Regions from separate parts of the Mus musculus genome. Here region 2 is linked to region 1. Evidence: chromatin contacts called from public promoter capture Hi-C data. All regions are on one chromosome and are shown on one strand. The core of a region is the stretch at or near the end of the contact, and the rest is flanking DNA. Distances in the headings are between cores, read along the strand shown.

Region 1 (3,847 bases), core at 38-2,537:
TACTCCCTCCCTCCCTTTCTTTCTTTCTTCCTTCCTTCCTTCCTTCCTTCCTTCCTTCCTTCCTTCCTTCCTTCCTCTCTCTCTCTCTCTCTCTCTCTTTCTTTCTTTCTTTCTTTCTTTCTTTCTTTCTTTCTTTCTTTCTTTCTTTCTTTCTCCTTTTTCTTTCTTTCTAGAAAGCACAGAGGAGGCTAAAGCAGGAGAACCAGGAGTTTGAGGGCAGCCTGGGTTACACATCAAGTTTCCAGCGAATTTGGGCTTTTTGTTAAACTACAAATTATGAAAAGATGTATTTGTAGATATAGTATTTTTACTTTCGATATTTTTCTTTGTGGAACTGTTAATGTTTTTTTCCCCATCCTTTTCAACTGTCAATAAATAATTAGATACATTTTAGATCAGATAAAGAGCCATCTCGTTATATTTTCATATTTCTGTCACCTTCTAGCATCAGAATCATTTGACGGTTGACCAACATCTGAAGATTTGGAGAAATATCTGCAGATCTACAGGAAGGAGACTAGATGTATAACCACGGTTTGGTACATTTCAGCAAATGTGGTGAGTTATAGCACACATTTTTAAATGTAAGCCTCACAAGCTTTAAGTAGTATTTTACTTGAGGATACATCAATATTAAGCTTTTGTTAGCAGTTTCCACATTAGGAAAAACATCACTGGACTCAAAGCCTAAGGAACTTATCGTCTGGGTTACTTCTGATTGGCATGCTGAGACTGCCTCCTTGTACAGTGGTTGACAGTGTTTAGTTTGTATCTAAATATTCAAATGATTATATTGCCAACAAGAGTAATTGCAAGAGGATGCTGTATTCCTTTGTCTTTTCTCAGGATGTCTGTTCCTAGGAAGGGTGGGAAATAAAGTGGAGCAGATGTGGGAGGCAGGGATGTCCTCTTTTCTATTCCCACCGTGATCCATAACCGGTGCTTGTGGAACGCATGACAACAATTTTAATTCTGATCTCCATTCTGAGTCAGATGGCTAGCCCCACAGCCCCTTGAAGCGGTTGCAGGGACAACTCGCACCTTTTATAACAACTGTGCCCCTAGAAAGCACGTATAGGAAGACAGGGTTTGGGATTAAATTATGGACCCTCTCTCAGCTTGAAGGTAACAGGATGGAGAAGTAGGGAGCGGCTTCAGGATGATCACCCGCATGCTGTTAGCAATAGGTTTTTGGTTCGCCAAGAGTCCCAGGCCCCGCCTTGAGGCCCCGCCCTCTGGGCCCCGCCCCCAGCCCCATCCAGGCCCCGCCTGTCCTGGCCCGGCCCGCTGCCTAAGGTTCTGCCGGGCGGAGGGGGCTGAGAGAAGCCGCAGCTGCAGATTCGCTTTGAGCCCCGGAGCCTGCGATCGCGCCGCCGTCACCGGGGAGCTACTAGCTTCCCCGGCCCGGGCCTCAGCGCAGCCGGCTGGGCCATGGCAGCCGCCGCGCTCCGGGGCCGTCGCTGAACAGCCGTTAAGCCCCCCGCCCGGGTCCGGTCCGCGCTGCCGAGGCCCAGGCTCCGCTCAAGTTTCCGCCCAGAAGCCGAGGCGACCGCGGGCCCCGAGCTCCAGGCTCGCCCGCTCGCCCGCTATGTGGGGCCGTTTCCTGGCCCCGGAGGCTGGCGGCCGGGACAGCCCCAGCGGGGCCCGCAGCTTCCCTGCGGGTAAGGAGGACTGCGGGCGGGTGGGGTGACGGCCGCCAGGGCTTCTCCGGAGTCCGCGCCCTAAGGCCTGCGACCCCCGCGGGGTGACAACTCGGCTCTTCTGGGCCGCTCGGCCGGGCTTTGTTGTCCCTCGTGTGGTGTGCGTGGCTGCCCCACGCGGGACGCGGGCGGGAAGGTCGCTGCAGTGTCGCCCGCAGCCACTGCTCCAGAGAAGCTGCTGAGGACTTGGTCGCCGATTGAGACCCCCGAGGGGGCGGCAGCTCTTAGAAAGCAGGTCGCATGGCTGCCAGGGCTCTCCTGGGTCCCATCAGAGCCCAGCCGCCTTCGAAACGGGGCTCAGGGAAACTGGGGGGTTGCAGCTTTGCGGTGGTGGTTGTAGGGACTGTTAGAATCAGACAACCATTTCATGCCTGCATCACCCAGAAGTTGTGTAGGAGCCACTGAATTATAAATCTTCCCCTAACGTGGAATAGAACAAGAAGAGTTGGCTTGACCATGACAAGTTATCTAATGATGACAGTCTAAAGGGCTCTTTAATCTGAACTGAATCATGAACCCCTTTGAAAAGCTGAAAGATACATAAATTTTTTTCCTTCTCCCCCCCACCCCCCAAGAGAAAAGGGCTACTTATTTGTACGCAGAATTTCTCCTAAAAATTTAGGTATTTTGGGGACCCATGGGTGGTAACCCTGTTCTACAAAGTGTTAGAACTTGACTTGTGTAACTTAGAGGCAGTTGTGTACCTTTTGCAAAACTGTTCGAAAAGAAGCATTTTGTAGGAGTCCTTTTGTGGTATTCTCTGCCTTTTTGAAGATACCATGCAGGCACATTGCTACTGAAATTTTGAACAATGAAATTCTGTGACAGTTTAAATTCTAAACTATCAGTAGTTCTCAACCTCCCTAATGCTGCGAACTTTAAAAGTTCCTCATGTTGTGATGTCCCCAAACCATAAAATTATTTTCATTGCCACTTCATAACTGTAATGTTTGCTATTGTTATGAATTGTAATGGACGTAGTTGAAATGTGACTCTCATGAGGTCATTTGACGTCAAGGGGTCGCGCGACCCAGAGGTTGAAAACCATTGGTTTAGAACTGTAATGTCTGTATGTCTGTCTCTATGTGTGTGTGTATATAATGTATATAATGTATATATATATGTATGTATATATGTCTCTTACACCTTATTCTTTTATACCCTCCCATAATAGTTTTAGAATAGAGATTAGAATAGCTGTGAATTTAGTAACAATATATGCAGGGAATTACTTTCTAAAATATTTACTGGTTGCCTTCAAGAGTAGACAGACATTTAGAGGTTTCTGATGCTTACCCAGTTGTTGTGGGGCCTGGCCTGGAAGTGGCTTTAGTGATGGAGAAGGTACTCATCCCTGGGGGCCAAAGAGAGTGATTTCCAGCTATCCATATATGTCAAAACCCATCTGTGATGTCTTTGTAACCTAACCTCTAAAATCTTACTCTTGGTAATGGCCCTTGTTGGAAGTACATCCCAGAAGCATTGTATCCAGTTTTCCATTGTTTTCTAAGAGAACATTTCAGAGTTAGCAGCTAAATAATTAAAAGGCTTCGATGTTACACTGCAGTTTCTAGACATTGACTCTTCCTAGAATATAGAGGAAGAAAATAATGTTTAGATTTAAGGGATTCAGACAAGATAAATCTTTATAAAACTATGTGTTCTCAGCTGACAGTAGTAAGTCATAAATCACAATACTTCTTTCCAATGAAATAGTGAAAATTTTCATCTATACACTGAGTGTGGATTATTTGTATAGCAATGGTGATGTAATTATTTTCTCCTTGAGCTGATATAAATACTGAAATTATTTAAAATGAATTTTTATAAGATATTTAGATAAACAAGTGTGGTGTATCTAGCAAATGATCTGAGTGAAAGTCAGGATAACGTAAGGGCTGGTTCATGTGGAAAGCATCTTTTTCTTACAAATATGAAGAAAATGTGTCTTGGAAATACTGACCCTTTGGCTAATTCAAGCAATTTTAGGATCTATATGATGATAACAACAAACAAACAAACAAACAAACAAACAAACAGTCTTCTTTCCCACTCCCTCTTCTGAGTACCTTAGCATAGGCTGGCCTTTAACACAAAATTGCAATGTAGCCAAGACTGGCCTTGAGCTACTGATCCTGCCAAACACT
Region 2 (4,080 bases), core at 524-3,023, 4.1 Mb before region 1:
ACCAATTGCCAATACATTTGTGTAGAACTTATAGACAATACAAATAAATGGCCTTTTGCAAATTCACGTTCAATGACCTCAGCTTGGTTGGGGGAAAGAAATTATTTCAGTCCAGTTTCTAATGTTAAAAGACAGCTGAGGAGCGGTCTGCACTGATCCGGTCTCGTCAACCTTTAATCCTTCTGCCTGATGAAAAGCATGAGCCGTCTGTTTATTTTAAGTTCATGCTGGTTAGCTGCCTTTCTTTATTTTCACTTCTTTGTACCAATGTATCAAATTAATCAATTGCTTAGTCTACACAACCAGCAGGGGTTGGGGGTGGGGCACCTATGTGACAATACACACGAAAATTAAATCCTAGAAAGAAATTTTTAAAACTTGGCACTAATACTCAGCAAAAATTCAGTGACATAGTTGTCCAAATATCAGGTATATTCTATTGCTGTTACCTCCTAAAAGCAGGCAAGGGTGAAAACTAGTTTTAACAACAGAAAAGGGCACAAATGAAACGGAGGAGATAACATTTATTTGACATATAGCTAGGTATTTCCCACTTACTCATCTCAAAAACTGTGAACATGAAAATACCCTGAATAAGTCATCAACTCCAGTAAGAGGAGCCGATCCCCTTCATGAAGAGATTTGAACAATCCAAGCATTGCGAGTCTAGCAAAGGAAAGGCACAAGTGATGTAAAGAATCACTCTGCAAAGAATCTTTGTGTGGAACTGGGGGGAGGGGGTCTTGGGTCACCTAGGCAACGCATCAATCTAACACATAACTTAGACCAGGCAAGATACCGGGCTTGATTAAGGTCATCTTTATTTATAAGGAGGATCTGGATCAAACTGATCAAGGCAACCACAAACCACTATGCCGGCAACTATTCTGTGAAATTTAACGACTCGGTTTTTAACTCCAAGCCGCTAAGTTACTAAGCATAGTCTACAGGCACTTTTACTTGAATTATTTTAAAGAAACGACCCAGTCTCAAAACAATAACTGGGAAATTTCTATGTTAAAACTACATAAATAAAATACATAAATAAAATTTAAAAGCTCAAGGCAAGAGCAGTCGGAGTCTGCACATTTTCCCATTATCATCATAAAAGATCCCAGACGCCAGGGCAAGCAATCCCCGCGGAGGTGATTTCTTTAGATAAGACCTGTGCTCGCTCACTAGCCCGCTCGCCCGCTCTCCCGGGGCTCCGCGACCTCCGCGCCCCGCGGCGAGCAGACGACTGAGGATGAGTGTGCAGAACGCGCCGCCGGGGCCGGTTCCGAGCTCCCCGGGCCGGCGGGACCGTTACCAGGGCGCCCCTCCCCCACGGCGCGCGGCCGGAGGAGAACGGAGCCTGCGGGGCCCGGCTCGCCGCGCACACAAAGCCGGGGGTCCGCGCGAGGTGGGGAGGCCGCGCGCCGCCGCAGGCCGCGGGAGAAGCCGAGCCCAGCCCAGCCCAGCCCAACCCAGCCCAGCCGAGCCGAGCCGAAACGAGCCGAGCCGAGCCGAGCCGGTTCGACAAGGGGGACCCGAGGCCACCGCGTCCCCGACCCTACCTGACTCCAGGTGATGAACTCGTTGGTGTGGGTTTCCTCCACAAGCGTCCACAGCTTGCTGAGGAAAGCCGGCACGTTGGAACTCTGCTTCATTGTTAGCCCGGTGCAGGGATTCCAAATTCTACTACCGAACGCGGAGGTCGCAGCGGCGGCGGCGGCGGCGGCGGCGGCAGCAGCGGCGGTGGCAGCAGCTGCTGCTCCGGGGAACGCACACCACGCAGGCGCGGCGGATCTCGGGCTCCGCCCCCTCGGCGCCGCGGGGCGCGCGGTGAAGGCGGAGAGACCCCGCGGCCGCACGTGATGGACAAGGCTTCGCGCTCCACCCCTGCGCTCTACTCCCGCGCCCGGTCTCAGCGAGTCCAATCCAAGGCTTCGGATGCACTACAGAGCAAAGCGATTGGCTGCTGCCGCGAGGAGGGGTGGGCCCAAGAGTGGTTCAGCCTTCTCTGTTACCTTTTAGGCAGGGTACTCTCTTAGGGAATGATATTGGGTCCAGGGAAACCTTGTTTAGTGGATTCGCATGGAAAGGGTTTGGGTGCACCGGCTGTGGCTGGCAGAGTGCAGAGAAGCCCAAGGGCAGTTGACTCATAAGTTTGACCGGCGAAGAGTAATTTGCTCCAATCTAAAGGAAGGAATACATCACATGGGGCAGTGAGCTGCTTGTGAGCAGATGTGCTAGGCCCCTGGTTGAAACTATCTTAAAGACAATGAGCTTTTCTATACATTTTTCATGGGGAGAAAAATAGCTCATTTAAGGACAGTTTTATCAAAACCTGAAGCATGAATAATAGTTCCCTATTTGTGAAGTACTTGCTATTGTGTGTGTGTGTGTGTGTGTGTGTGTGTGTGTGTGTGTGTACTATTAGGAGCCAGCATCTGTTAAGAGCATCTTATATGCTTTTCTCAACTCAGCAAGCATCAGGTGCCTGTCATAAGCCCAGTTCAAAAGCAACGAGTCTAGTTTTAGAGTATCTGAGTCAAAATGATTGTTCTGCATGTACCTCACAGGGGTTTCCTCAGGCAAAATGTGATTCGGAACAGCTTCTTGAGCGAAATTTCCCATTTCTTCATTGACAATAAGACTTTCTACCCGTGAAGAGTAGCTATAATAACGTGGATCTCTGAAAAAAAGATTTTTTAAAAAACTTTTTTTGTTGTTGTTTTGTTTTGTTTGTTACTTAATAGCTGATCATAGTGTCTGGAATCTGTAAGTCAAGCACTCTGGAGGCTGAGGTAGAACTGTGGAGCAGTGGAGGTCAACCTGGGTTAAATAGTGAGCTCCAGGTATCCTGGGCTAATGGCAAGAAATATAGATAGATAGATAGATAGATAGATAGATAGATAGATAGATAGACAGACAGACAACTTTTTCAGTAAGCATATACTGAACACAGTCATACAGCACTGTTTGGATATATGATGGGGATATATGATGGGGTAACTGTGATTTTAAAAAAAAAGACTAATATTTGATGAGGTCTTATGTGACAAGGGCTTTGCATGTCTTATCCTATTTAATCCTCACAGCAACCCAAAGAGGAAGCTTCAAAGGGTCTGATTCAGGTTGGTACAAATTCTATTCAACCAGTTACACAAAGCTAATCAGAACCAACTCTGTAGCCAGATTCCCAGAGTGGGTTAGCTAGAAGTTTCCAAGCACATTCCAATGCGATGATGGGTTGCTTTACCTCAGTTTGGGAATATTTTCAGTCCCAGAGCCTCACAGAGAAAATGGCAGTGAAAATCCTGCTGTAGTTACAGCAGATAAAGCCCTAGGAAAGCGTTTCCTCTTCTGGTCCGTCACTGCATGCTTACAAATCTAAACAGCCACTTCCAGACTGGAAACTACCCAATGGTGTCCCATGTTTCTAGAATAAGTCCTGCCCTGTTATAATGGCACAGATCTTTTGTGATCCCATGACCATCGTCCTGTCCACTCATTGTCAATCTCTGTTCATGTCTTTGTCACACTTGGTAGCTGTACTGCAGGTAAGAAGAATTCATATTCTTTCACGTCTCTATTAATTCTGGCATGCTGTTAGCTCTGTCATGTGCTTAGCCTGCAGGGACAAGCAGAATTCCACACAGAATTTATGACGACTCTTCTTGTTTGTCAGGTTGACTACATCTGGAATTTAATAAAAACCCAAGTGGCTGGGTACACCAATGAGGGGGGTTTCTTGATTGAATAATCTTAGGTGGAAAGATGCACCCTAAATCCAGATCTTTTGCAGCAGGAAGATCCACCTTAAATCTGGGCCAAAACTTTTGCTGGCAGCCTGAATAGAATATGGAAGAAGGAAGCACTTGCTGTTTTCCCTGCTTGCTCTTGCTTTTGCTGGCAACTTCATACCTTGGAGTCCAAAATAAACTGAAGAACAGCTAAGACATTCAGCTTCAAGGACTGAACAACTAATGAATTCTTGGACTCCACAGACATAGACAGCCATCGTTGGACTTGCCTGTAAGCAACTCTAATTAATCCCATATGTATGCTTGTGTGTATAATATATTCATAAATACA

Evidence for each region. Promoter capture Hi-C pulls out the DNA fragments that hold promoters and counts their contacts.
Region 2: a contact with region 1 is called in a promoter capture Hi-C map of pre-B cells, with 4 times the contacts expected there. The contact joins the promoter of Hsf2 here to the promoter of Cep85l in region 1. A contact is called at or near these places in 2 of 39 promoter capture datasets (liver and pre-B cells).

The regions. Positions count from the first base shown.
Region 1 is chr10:53,377,323-53,381,169 of GRCm38.p6, reverse strand. Cep85l (centrosomal protein 85-like) reads left to right here and starts at 1,287. Exons shown (of 13, transcript NM_001204983.2): 1 at 1,287-1,661. The coding sequence starts at 1,589. Gm46225 (a long non-coding RNA gene) reads left to right here. Exons shown (of 3, transcript XR_001779770.2): 3 at 446-584.
Region 2 is chr10:57,484,078-57,488,157 of GRCm38.p6, reverse strand. Hsf2 (heat shock factor 2) reads right to left here and starts at 1,773. Exons shown (of 12, transcript NM_008297.3): 1 at 1,557-1,773. The coding sequence starts at 1,649. It overlaps 4930467K11Rik (RIKEN cDNA 4930467K11 gene), which reads left to right and starts at 1,805. Exons shown (of 4, transcript NR_045353.1): 1 at 1,805-1,975; 2 at 3,084-3,119; 3 at 3,791-4,020.